Regions from separate parts of the Gossypium arboreum genome. Here region 1 is linked to region 2. The links are chromatin contacts, called in public Hi-C maps. All regions are on one chromosome and are shown on one strand. Each heading gives the region's core, a stretch centred on a gene start, on an enhancer-like site or on the middle of the called end of the contact. The rest is flanking DNA. Distances are from core to core; before and after follow the strand shown. Region 1 holds the start of LOC108450252 (ferritin-3, chloroplastic-like). Region 2 holds the start of LOC108453679 (protein SMAX1-LIKE 6-like).

Region 1 (5,694 bases), core at 424-2,923, 250 kb after region 2:
TTCAGCATGAAGAAAGACAACGGGGTGATTAATGAACAAAATTCACAATACTTCCAAGTGAATGTTCAAGAAATATCTCTTCCCACCAACCATACAAATTTACAAACGTACTACCATGGTTACTATATATCTCATTGTATTGTTACACGTGGATATGTAGTATCTGAAGGTAGAAAAAGAAGGCAACCAAATAAGAAATGAAAGCACTGTTTACCAAACCAAACACAAACGTAGCTTTGGTAATATCAACTTACCGTATAATGCATCTCCTTTCTCTGCATGATCAAACTCAGAGAGGGGCATCACTATGGACTGCAGCTTCACTTTTCCACCTCGTTTGTTCTGATAACAATAGAAAAAAAAAAAAACCAATTTGGGAAACAATGCCATAAACAAAAAAATAGCAAAAATAAGCAAAAACAAAAAATAAATAAAAACGGAAAACCCTTTCATGACAGTTTTCTTATAATCCAAAATAGAAAATTTCTAAATAAATTGTAACTCTAATTTTTTTTTTTTACCGAGGTACATAAATAGAATACATAATTATGATGATGATAATACATACAATTTCAAAAGTAAAATCACATACTGTGATCTAAGCAAAATGAATAGAAAACCTGGTATTCCATAAATTTCTCAGCATGTTCTCTCTCTTCTAAACTCGATTCCTTGAAGAACCTATTACGAGGAAGGCTGATGTGAGCTTAACACCGAAAAGGGGAGCTAAAAGGGCTCAGCAAAATCAAGAATTTTCAACAAGAATTACTTGGCAAGACCCTTGAGTGCAACGTTGTCCCTATCGAAGTAAGCAAACATAGCATGATACACATAGGAAACATTGTATTCGACACTGTCAAATGCACCAGACATTAGTAAATATCGACACAATCACGAAATCATTCAGAATTCATTCTTAAAAATCTAAAAAGAAAAGATCCCACTTGATTTGTTCGTTGATGGAAGCTTCACAGTCATCAGTGAACTTTTGGCGAGCCAGAGAAAGTTGAGGCACGGAGGGGACAAGATCGAGTTCCTTTTTCACTTCCACAAAGGGCTGGAAAACAACACCAGTTAGTGGCTTGTGGTTGGCTCCTTTGGCTGCACAAACTACAAGAGACCCAGGTCCATTTCTTGGAGAAGATAGCTGATGATTAAACGAAGAAGAAAAAGGGGAAAACAGGGCACCCTGATTTTCCAGTTGAGGATTTAACGAAGAAAAAGCTGGAGCAGCTTTCAGCAACATGGCGCAAAAAAGAAGAAAAAGAAACCCAAGCTTTTGATGAAAAGGAAAAAAAAGGAAAACAGAGTTTTTCAAATGCAAACAGCTGAAGCAGCAGCAGAAAGGAAAGAGAGGTGAGATTAGGAAAGCAAAGTAAAAGCGTGAGAGAGGGATGGGATGAAACGTGGAGGGTGAAGATGAGCAGGTTGAGCGAAGGGAGCGTGGCAGGCAGGCAGGCAGGCAGGCAGGTTCGTCACTCGAGGTTGATTTGGAGGTATCTCTGTGTACTGTGAAATAGTTCACAGGGAATTTTGTATTTGTGATCCTGGAAAGCTACCTTTCCTTTATAATTATTGCAGCAATCTTCTTTTAATCTCTTCTTTGTTTAGTCCTTAGTCTATCTCTACTTTGAGGATAGTTAAAACGTTCTTCTATAAGAGTCTTTTTTGTCTGTTCTGTACTTTAAGAGGGGTTAGGTAACTTAGGTTCTTCTATCCAAACAATATAAATAATTTCCAAGGGATTTTTTTTTCAAAATAAGAAAATATTTCTAAAATAATCAAATTAATATGTTTTCCAAAGTAAAAGTCGGCGTGGCATAATGATAGAATTTAAAAGAAAAAAAATTAAGTGCCCAACTTATGACAAGACGAGACGCAAATGATATTCATTCCATCTTAACAATTTAATTTGTATTTTTATTAAAATAAACAAAATATTAACATATCTAGAAAATTTGAGCAAGAAGGAACTCTTTTCACTAAAGTGGGTGTGGTTTTGGAGTTTGGTAAGTGATTATGACTTTTATTTACAATAATTTTAATTTTATCTCTCTACCTTACGAAATCAATAAATTAATTTAACTGTTTTAAATTATTATAAGTTTATCTTTATATTTTATGAAATTTTTAACCTTATTATTAAATTGTTGACTTTGAAAATAAATTAAAAGCAATTTATAAGTAAGAAATTAACAATTTAGTAATTTCTATGTAATAAATTAATATAAAATAACAATTCAAGTTATTATGTTTACCAATAACTAGATTAATTTTTTACTTTTATAAAGTATAAAATCAAAATTTGATAAATTAGAGCAAGATGATTGATTCATCTATAAAATAAGAGGGCTAACTTCTCAATTTTAATAAAGTAAAAAGAATAAAATTAAAAAAATTAACATGTTTCAATTTGTCATATAAAACAGTCAATTAGAGTTGAAGATGCATTCAAAGATATTAGAATCGGACTAAACTAGTCGAGGTATTAGTTCAGAGAAAGATTTTGATCCTATTAAATTGGGAACTAATATTAACAGATTAAATTGACTAAAAATTAATTGAATAAAAATTGAACTAAATATTTTTTAAAAAATTTAAACTTTTAATTTTTATTTATAACTGCATCAATTGAATCGATGAATTATTTTAATTGACCGACCAATAATTTAACAGTTTTGACTCTTCCTTGAATTTAAAAACATTGGATGCATCTAAATATGTTTTCTTAATATGCACGACTTAAACATAGAATTAAAGTGTTTTCTTTCTCAATTTTTCCAGCAATTTTTTTGAGTTTATTATTTATTTTTTAACACAATATTTATAATTATTTATAATTCATTTTCAACTTTAAATAAAAGATAACACATTAAAAACAATCTTTAACCCATATTATTTTCGAAAATGATTTCTTATTTTATATGTTTTTGATAAAATCTCTAATTTTTAAACTAATAGACATAATCTTAACCATCAATCATTTCATCATTCAATTAATACCTGTCAAATCAGTTGAAAAATAATAAAAATAAAAATAAAGTCGCTTTACTAATATTGATTTTATAATTTCTAAGGTAATGTGAAATCAGCTCCAATGAATTTTTTATTTTTATAAATTGAACTTACTTAAATAATATTATAAATTAAATGCACAAATTAAATAATATTATTTACCTTTTTTCATGAAATAAAAAGATTAATTATCAATATAGATGGGATTGTAGATTAATTAGTAAAATAATTAAAGTAGGCACTTGAAGAACCCAACTTCAATGTTGGCGTCTTATATATATATATATAATGGGAAAATATTATAAATGGTTCTCATATTTTATCAAACTTTCATAATAACTAATTTTAGTTAGTTTCAATTATTTTTTCCTAGTTTCAATACAATATTGATAAGTTAAAGTCAAGATTTTGGTAGGAACTACAAGTAAATATGACATTAATTTTATTAATTTCTTATTTTAAAAAATTATCTTGAAATTGAAATAAAATTATGAGGGAATATTTTGATATTATTCTTTTCTTTTAGTTGAGAGTAAGAACAACTTGTTTCTATGCTTTGGACTAACAGTGAAATAAGATCACAAATGGTCCCTCATTATTTTATCAAATATTCAAGATAAATTCTTTTAAAAAGAAAATTAGTAAAGCCATATTTATTTGTAGCTCTCACCTAGTTTTTGGCTTGAAACCTATTAATATTGTATTGAAACTGAAAAAGAATTGAAACCAACTAAAATTAATTATTATGAAAGTTTGATAAAATATGGGGACTATTTATGATATTTTCCCATTTTTTATTTGAGCTGAAAAGATATACACACAGAAGGTGCGGACTTTGAAGTTGGGTGCTCCAACTGCTAACTTCAACTATTTCACTAATTAATCAACAACCCTATCTATTTTGTTAATTAATCTTTTATTTTATATATATTAAAAACCCTAATAACAAAATTAATTTAAATATTAAAAAAATAACATTACAATTTTCAAATAATGGAAAATGGGTCTCTCACATACATTCTCTTCTCCCTTGCTCCATATTCTCACATACATTTAAAACTAGATACAAAGCTTGAAAATGGAAAAGAGTAGGTGACAGAAACCGATTTTAATTAATTGTAGAATTTTTTATAATATGTAAATTAATTTTATTATTTTAAAATTTTAAAATTATTTTTAATTTATCATAAAATTTAATTTAATTTAATATTTAAATTTAAAATATAATTTTTATTTATAAATTTATTGAAGAAATTTATAATTTCTAATATTATTTTAAGTAACTTATAATTTATGAAATAAATGATCAATTATAATATGGAACTTAATTCAGTTTATTAAACTTAATTAAAATATAAACTTATTTCAGTTTATAAATTATAAATTACTTGAAAATAATATTATAAATTATAAATTGTTGAATAACTTCATAAATAAAAATTGCATTTTAAAATTGAAATGCTAAACTTACTTTAATTATAAATTAAAACATATATATAAAACTTAAAATAATAAGATTTATTTAAATATTATTAAAAAAGTCAATTTATAAATATTTAATTAGCTTTGAAAACTTTTTAAATATCAAAATTATACATAAACTTTAATATAATTTGCAATGTTATACATCAATTTTAGTTTGGTGCATTTGTATACATCAAATTTTAATTCGGTTCAATTTTCATATTTCACTAACTCTATTACCTATGTGACATAATTTTCCGTTAAATCATGTGTAAATTATCGACATGTCATTTTATTAGGTTAATAAACAAACAAACAAATTGAAATTATTTTCGGTAGAATAAGAAATTAAATTTCCTAGAGAAAATAAAAAATCCTTTTTCTCAAGTATGATTATTTTTAATCTAAGTGAAAATAATTTAAATTTATTTATTTGTAAACCTAATAAAATATCATGTCAATACTTTACACATGACTTAATGAAAATGTGAAAATCAAACTAAAATTAAAATTTAATCTATACAATACATTAAATTAAAATTAATGTATAACATTACAAGTTATATCAAAATTGAACGGGGAAAAAATATTTAATTAAAATTATGCTTGTTAGCTTATATGGGCCCACTCAAATTTTATAATTAAAAATGTAATAATAAAAATATTTGCTTTTTATATTTATTAACTTTTAAATGATAATAATTGACTGAATGATGAAGTGATTTATGGTTAAAAAATAAAATATATTAAAATTAGTTTTTGGAAAATCGATTTCCCTCTCCATTGTAAAAATGTGTACAAGTTTGGTAATTATTTGAAAAGATGTATTAGTTCGAAAATTATTTTATTTTTATATTATTTAGATTAAATAACCGAAAAGTTAAAATTTTGTGAATAGTCGTTGTTTCTTACAAAATTTAGTACTTTTACTTCAATCTAATATTTTTACTTTTAATTTCAAATTCAAATGGCAATTTTTTTAATCTATATATTAATTTTAATTCCCAAAATATGATTCTTGCATTTAATTTTTTTCATAGATATTGAATTCAAAATTTATTTAGGAAAGTGTATGTCTTCACTAATCATTTAGCAAAATAGGTAGCTTACTACTTTGTAAAGCTAGAAGTTGGAGAGGACTCGGCGTCGAAGTAAGCATTTCAAGCCTCTGATTTGGTTTCTGGATGTGTCGATTTTGAAGTCAACTCCTCCACT
Region 2 (6,026 bases), core at 2,008-4,507:
TAATCTATAGGTCAACCCAAATTCCCGTGGTGGGGAAACTAGTTGGGCGTGCCTCTTCGGACTATTGGCTTGGCTCCTATGGAAGAATCATAACCTCTTCAGTTTTCAAGGAAAATCATAGAGCTCGGAGGAGATAATTAAAATCTCGGTGTCTTGGGCCAAGCACTTCTCCTTGGCAAGCAGACAAGTTGCGAATGCTGAAATCGAATCGACTTGTGGAGAACAATTTCGATTTAATCCTTTACAAATTATAAAGATATAAACTATAAAAAATTAAAATTTTATCTGGCCCCCCTTAACAATTTGTTTTGGCTTCGCCCCTGCAAGGCAACTCGACACTAACTCACAATTGACGATAATACCACGATAAACAATTGTAGTGCATTTAATATTATTAATCTGATATATTTATGTGTTTAAATTTCATTTTACTCATAATTTAATTTATTTTTATTTTAATATCATAATGTTTCATGTGTCATTATGATTAATTAGTTTAAAACAACAAATTTCATTGTTTATTATATATTATTTTTAAATACATATTTATTTTTAAATTAAGTGGTTTTCGCATTGATATGTTTAATAGGATTTATAATATGTAGATTAACACCAAATAAGATATTAGTTGAAATAGTTAGTTAAAATTTAAAATTCATATGCCTCATGTTTAAAATTTTACTTAAAATAAAAAAATACTTTCATATTAATATTTATTTATTACTTTTAAAAATAAAAATATTTTAATAATTTTCCCACTGTATAATAATTCAATGAAAATTCAAATTTTATCCAAATAATTTTTATAATTAGAGGATATTTTAAAATCACGATTTCTTCTTATGTTTCATACTTCATATTTCATATTTTCTCCGTATATTATCAATTTCAGACTTTTGTATGTGAAATTACTATTGAATATTTATATTTCCTTAATTGAATTGGCTTGACAAATTAATATGATGTTGATTTAGTTCGATAATAATTGAAGTATATTTTTTAAAAATTAAATTATATGATTAAAAATACACAACTTAAAACATTATAAATTTTAACAATTTTATTTTATCATTTTAACTTTTAAAAGGGAAAAATAAGGCCTATAGGCCATTTTTTTAAAATTAGGGTTTTGGATCGATTTTATTTTTAATTAGAGATATAGGCCAATTTTATTAGGACGCACTTTCCTATTCTCTCTTCCAGGGTTAGGGTTTTTATTTTATTAGGGTTAGAGTTTTTATTAGGGTTTTTATTTTGGGTTTAGAGTATTTTGAAAGTGTTCAGGATTTTCGAAAGAAATTCTTAGGTAGTTTTAAGGGGTCGGGGATGTGATAACACGCCTCAGCACACTTACATTTTTGAACCATGCCAAGTAACCATCAACTGTCGTCGTGTCCACTGAGAAAAATTATTCGCGAACGGGTATGGATTGCATCCTACGATCCCATACGTCGATGTGCTCCACGTGTCGCACCGACTAGTCAATGTTGTCCTTCCCCCACATGTCCACCTTGTGCAGATCCTTCAGATATTGCGGTGGCGGCGAAATTCGTTGCCTCCACTTGAACTGCCACAACACCCTATTTATTTCGTGCATTTCCACTCTCGTGTACACTATCAACGACACCTTCACATCCCACATCTGCTGATTGCGCAACACTTCCGATGGAATGCAGGATATGACATCGGTGTTGGCGTACGACATCCATTCAAACTGATAAGAAAAATTGTAAATATCGTTATTTATGAATTTCTTTTTTACGAATAATTACGTAATTAATATAGGTTCGAAAGAATAGGTAACTAACCTCGGCTTCATTGATCTAACAACAGCCTAATATCTTTTATTACCTTAGGCAGTCCCATGTAGCTCGGCCCATGGTTCCACCTGTACAAGCGATATGTTAATCGAAACATATAATAATAAAAATTATTGTACAAACTATGTATTTGTTAATAAATGATGTTTACCTCGTCACCAAGGGGAACATTTATAGGTCGACCACATTGAGATGTAAAAACGGTAGTCTCCACCAGGCCCACGACTACAGCAGGAGAAAACAATCACCGATCGACGTTGACCTCGGGTTCATGGCTCGACACATCTCTCGATATAACGTGGACAATATGGTAGATCCCTAACTTAGTTTCACGCAACCATTGAAGCCCACTAGATGTAGTAGCCACCTTACATGCACCAAATTTTGAGATTTGTCGTGCATTAAAATTCCCCTGATTAACCTCAAAATGTATGCTTAGGTGTATTGTTGTATCACCTCCTTCGTTCGATCTTTAAGGTTTTTAGGGAGCTCATCGAAATTATCCTTCAACTAGTTCATCAATTTTCGACCACCTTCGAACTTGTCCGGGACCTTCTTCAACAGTGATTGGCAGAGGGTCACTTTGTTCGGAACTATCCTAGATCCCGTGCTGACTGGTCCATCCACTGGCAAACCAAATTGTAGCGCTATGTCTTCGAGTGTGATTGTACACTCGCCGCATCGAAGGTGGAAAGTGTGTGTTTCGGGCTTCCATCTTTCCACTAATGAGCTAATTAGTTGCAAATTGAGTTTGTAGTCCCCGGACATACTAGACGCATGTAAGAAAACAACCGCTTGCAAGTAGCCATGAATTTCAGGAATTACATGCTTTCTTATATTATGGATGAAACTATCCAGAACAGGATCATCTGTTTATTTACACAAAAAATTATAATTATAATAAAAAATTAAATTTAACATTATTGAAATTAACGAAATTTAAATTTCGATTTTACCATTACTAATTAGGCAGCGGAAATATACTTGTCGTTGAATCGGATTAGAAAGGCGGTCATTCATAAAAATGAGATAATTTAAAAAATAAAAATTTTAATTAAATAAAAATATTGAAAATTTTTAAAAACAAGAGACTTGAGAGGGTTTGAGAGAATTGAGAGAGTTGAGAGAAGGATGTGAATGAAAAAATAAAAATTGAGGGGTATTTATAGGGTAAAAAAAGTTACTATTAGGGTTTTAAATTTTTTTATCATTGGCGATAAGTTAAAAAAACTGTTGGGATTTACAAAGTGCGACTAATTAAGGGCGTTTTATAACTAAATCGATCTATATCCCTAATTAAAATAAAAACAGACCCAAAACCTTAAGTTTTTTAGAAAAAATAGTCCTATAGTCGTTATTTTGCCATAAAAAAATATTAAATATTAAAGTGTTGATTATTTCAAAAACAAAAACCAATTGATTAACAAGTTTAAAATTGAAAGAAATCATATTTGTAGAGAGGAGCATATACGCATAAAAGAGAAAAAGGAAATCCTTTTGTGTATATAGTAGAGAATCTAAATTCACCACCTGTCGTTCCAAATGATCTCCTCCACAGTGGACCCCACTAACCCCCGACTTAGACAGCCAACAGTTCCCCTTTAGAGGGAAAATAAATAAATAATTAATTAACTATTGTCCTCCATAAAAGTCCCTTTTTCTTTTATAAAAAAAAAAAAAATCTCTCCCTTGCACTTCTGATAAGCAAACAAATATATATTTTTAGTTTACCTTCTTTTTTTCCTTTTTTAATCAAGAAAAAAAAAAGTTTTTGGCTTTTTATGATACCCGGCGATGCCTACGCCGGTAAGTGTAGCGCGGCAATGCTTAACGCCAGAGGCAGCTCACGCGCTAGACGAGGCGGTGAGAGTCGCGCGACGGAGGGGACACGCGCAAACGACCTCGCTCCATGCCGTTTCTGCTCTTCTCTCTCTCCCTTCGTCCCCGTTACGTGACGCCTGTGCACGTGCTCGTAACGCGGCTTACTCCCCTCGCCTCCAATTCAAAGCGTTGGAGCTTTGCCTTAGCGTGTCATTGGACCGAGTCCCCTCGAGTCAACTCAGCAACGACCCGCCCGTCTCCAACTCGCTCATGGCCGCGATAAAGCGGTCTCAGGCGAACCAGCGAAGGCAGCCCGAAAATTTCCACCTTTATCGCGATATGTCGCAGCAAAATCCTTCCAGTATCTCGTGTGTCAAAGTGGAGCTCCAACACTTGATGTTATCCATCCTGGATGACCCTGTTGTTAGTCGGGTCTTCGGCGAGGCGGGATTTCGGAGCTCCGAAATCAAGCTGGCAATCATCCGCCCCCTCCCTCATCTCCTAAGATACTCTCGACCACGTGGCCCACCGGTTTTTCTTTGCAATCTAGAAAATTCGGATCCGGGTTATGAAAAAACCAGGTTTCCATGTCATGGCGGCTTCAGTTTCCCGTTCCCGGGTTTTGCATCTTTTTATGGAGGAGAAGAAAACTGTAAGAGAGTAGGAGAGGTTTTGGCGCGAAGGAGGAATCCACTACTTGTTGGTGTATGTGCAAACGATGCACTCGCCAATTTCACGGATTGTTTGGACCAAAAAAAAGATGGCTTCTTGATTAAAGGTATTTCGGGGTTAAACATAATTTGCATCCAAAATTATATTTCCAAGTGCACTACTAATCAAGGCTTTAATAAAGGGGAGATGGATTTAAAATTTGAAGAAATGGGTCGGGAAGTTGAAGGATCCGGATCCGGGTTGGTGGTGAATTACGGGGATCTGAAAAATCTTGTCAGTGACAAGAGTGAAAAAGATGATGATGATGATGATGACGACGACGACGACGACAAGGTTGTGGATGAAGATGGGGTTAGTTATGTAGTTGGACAGTTAACGAGGTTATTACAAGTTTATGGAGGGAAACTCTGGCTGCTGGGAGCTGCAACAAGTTACCAGACATATTTGAGGTTTCTAAGTAGGTTTCCTTCAGTTGAAAAAGACTGGGATTTGCAGATTTTGCCTATAACTTCGGTTAGGAATTCATTGGCTCAGTCTTATCCCAAGTCCAGGTATGTAAATTGAATTATCAATTTTCTTGGAGATTTTATTTTATACTATCTTTTATGTTGGCATGATATTTTTGGTCGTTATTCTGAATGCTTTTAACTAATTTTTTTTTGGTCAAGTATACTTATCTTGTGTTTAGAGAGCTCTTTATTTGTCCTACGGTCGAGTTTGAGGGATTTAAGGATTGGGTAATCTTGATTTAAAACTGATGCTTTGTTGTGTAACTCTTTTAAGTCATAACCTTTTCCAGAGTTGCACTGGTTGGCGTACAATATTCACCATGGTGAAACCTGGGATTTAGAGGGGATGTGATTTGTGATTTAAGCTGAATTTGCAACTTAAAGCACTGCTACGTTGTTGCTGTGTTAACATTTTTGAATTTAAATAAAAATAATAAGAGTTTAAAATGATTTTAAAGATATTAAGTTGTTTGCAGTGGGTAATGACGCGTTTCATAAAGGTTGATTATTTGGTTAGTGCATGGTTATTGGATGAAACACTTACATAAGCCTAACTGATACTTTTATAATTTTAAATTTATTTAAGGTGCTGAATGCTATAGTAGTGGAATGTTGGTATCCACTTTATCTGTTTCATTCTTTTTGTTGTTATGCAGCATCACTTATTTTTTTTCCTTTGCGTTTATTGATTCCTTTGATTTCCATGGCTGTCTTCGTATTTAATTCGACCTGATCTCATAGTTTATGTAACTACAGGTTGATGGAGTCATTTGTTCCATTTGGTGGGTTCTTTGCTACACCTTCTGAGTCAAAGGGGTCCTTAAGCAGCTCGTATCAACATTTACCCCGCTGTCATCTATGCAATGAGAAGTGCGAACAGGAAGTAATTGAAATTTCAAAGGGAGGTTTCAATGTTTCCGTGGCAGATCAGTGCCAATCTACTTTGCCTTCTTGGTTGCAGATGACAGAGCTTGGTGCAAACAAGGGATTAGATTTGAAGGTGTGTGTCCGTTCGTCTATGCTTCACGTGCTTATTTTATGTTCATATTCTTTTGTTTCAAATATCTGTGGTGGGGACCCGGAGTATTAAGAGAACCATCGGTTTCAACTTTCAATCCCTATTATTACTACTCAAGTATATTCCTAACCTGATTCATTTGCCGCCAATCTCAAAAGATGGACATCATTTGCATACACCCACAGC

Evidence for each region. Hi-C and Micro-C count contacts between places; a contact is called where the count stands out from the background.
Region 1: a contact with region 2 is called in a Hi-C map of leaf, with 2.3 times the contacts expected there. The contact joins the promoter of LOC108450252 here to the promoter of LOC108453679 in region 2. A contact is called at or near these places in 2 of 5 Hi-C or Micro-C datasets (both in leaf).

Annotation. Positions count from the first base shown.
Region 1 is chr5:41,392,797-41,398,490 of ASM2569848v2, forward strand. LOC108450252 (ferritin-3, chloroplastic-like) reads right to left here and starts at 1,674. Exons shown (of 8, transcript XM_017747787.2): 1 at 945-1,674; 2 at 770-853; 3 at 621-681; 4 at 255-342. The coding sequence starts at 1,246.
Region 2 is chr5:41,138,245-41,144,270 of ASM2569848v2, forward strand. It overlaps LOC108453679 (protein SMAX1-LIKE 6-like), which reads left to right and starts at 3,258. Exons shown (of 3, transcript XM_017751932.2): 1 at 3,258-4,864; 2 at 5,579-5,822. The coding sequence starts at 3,615.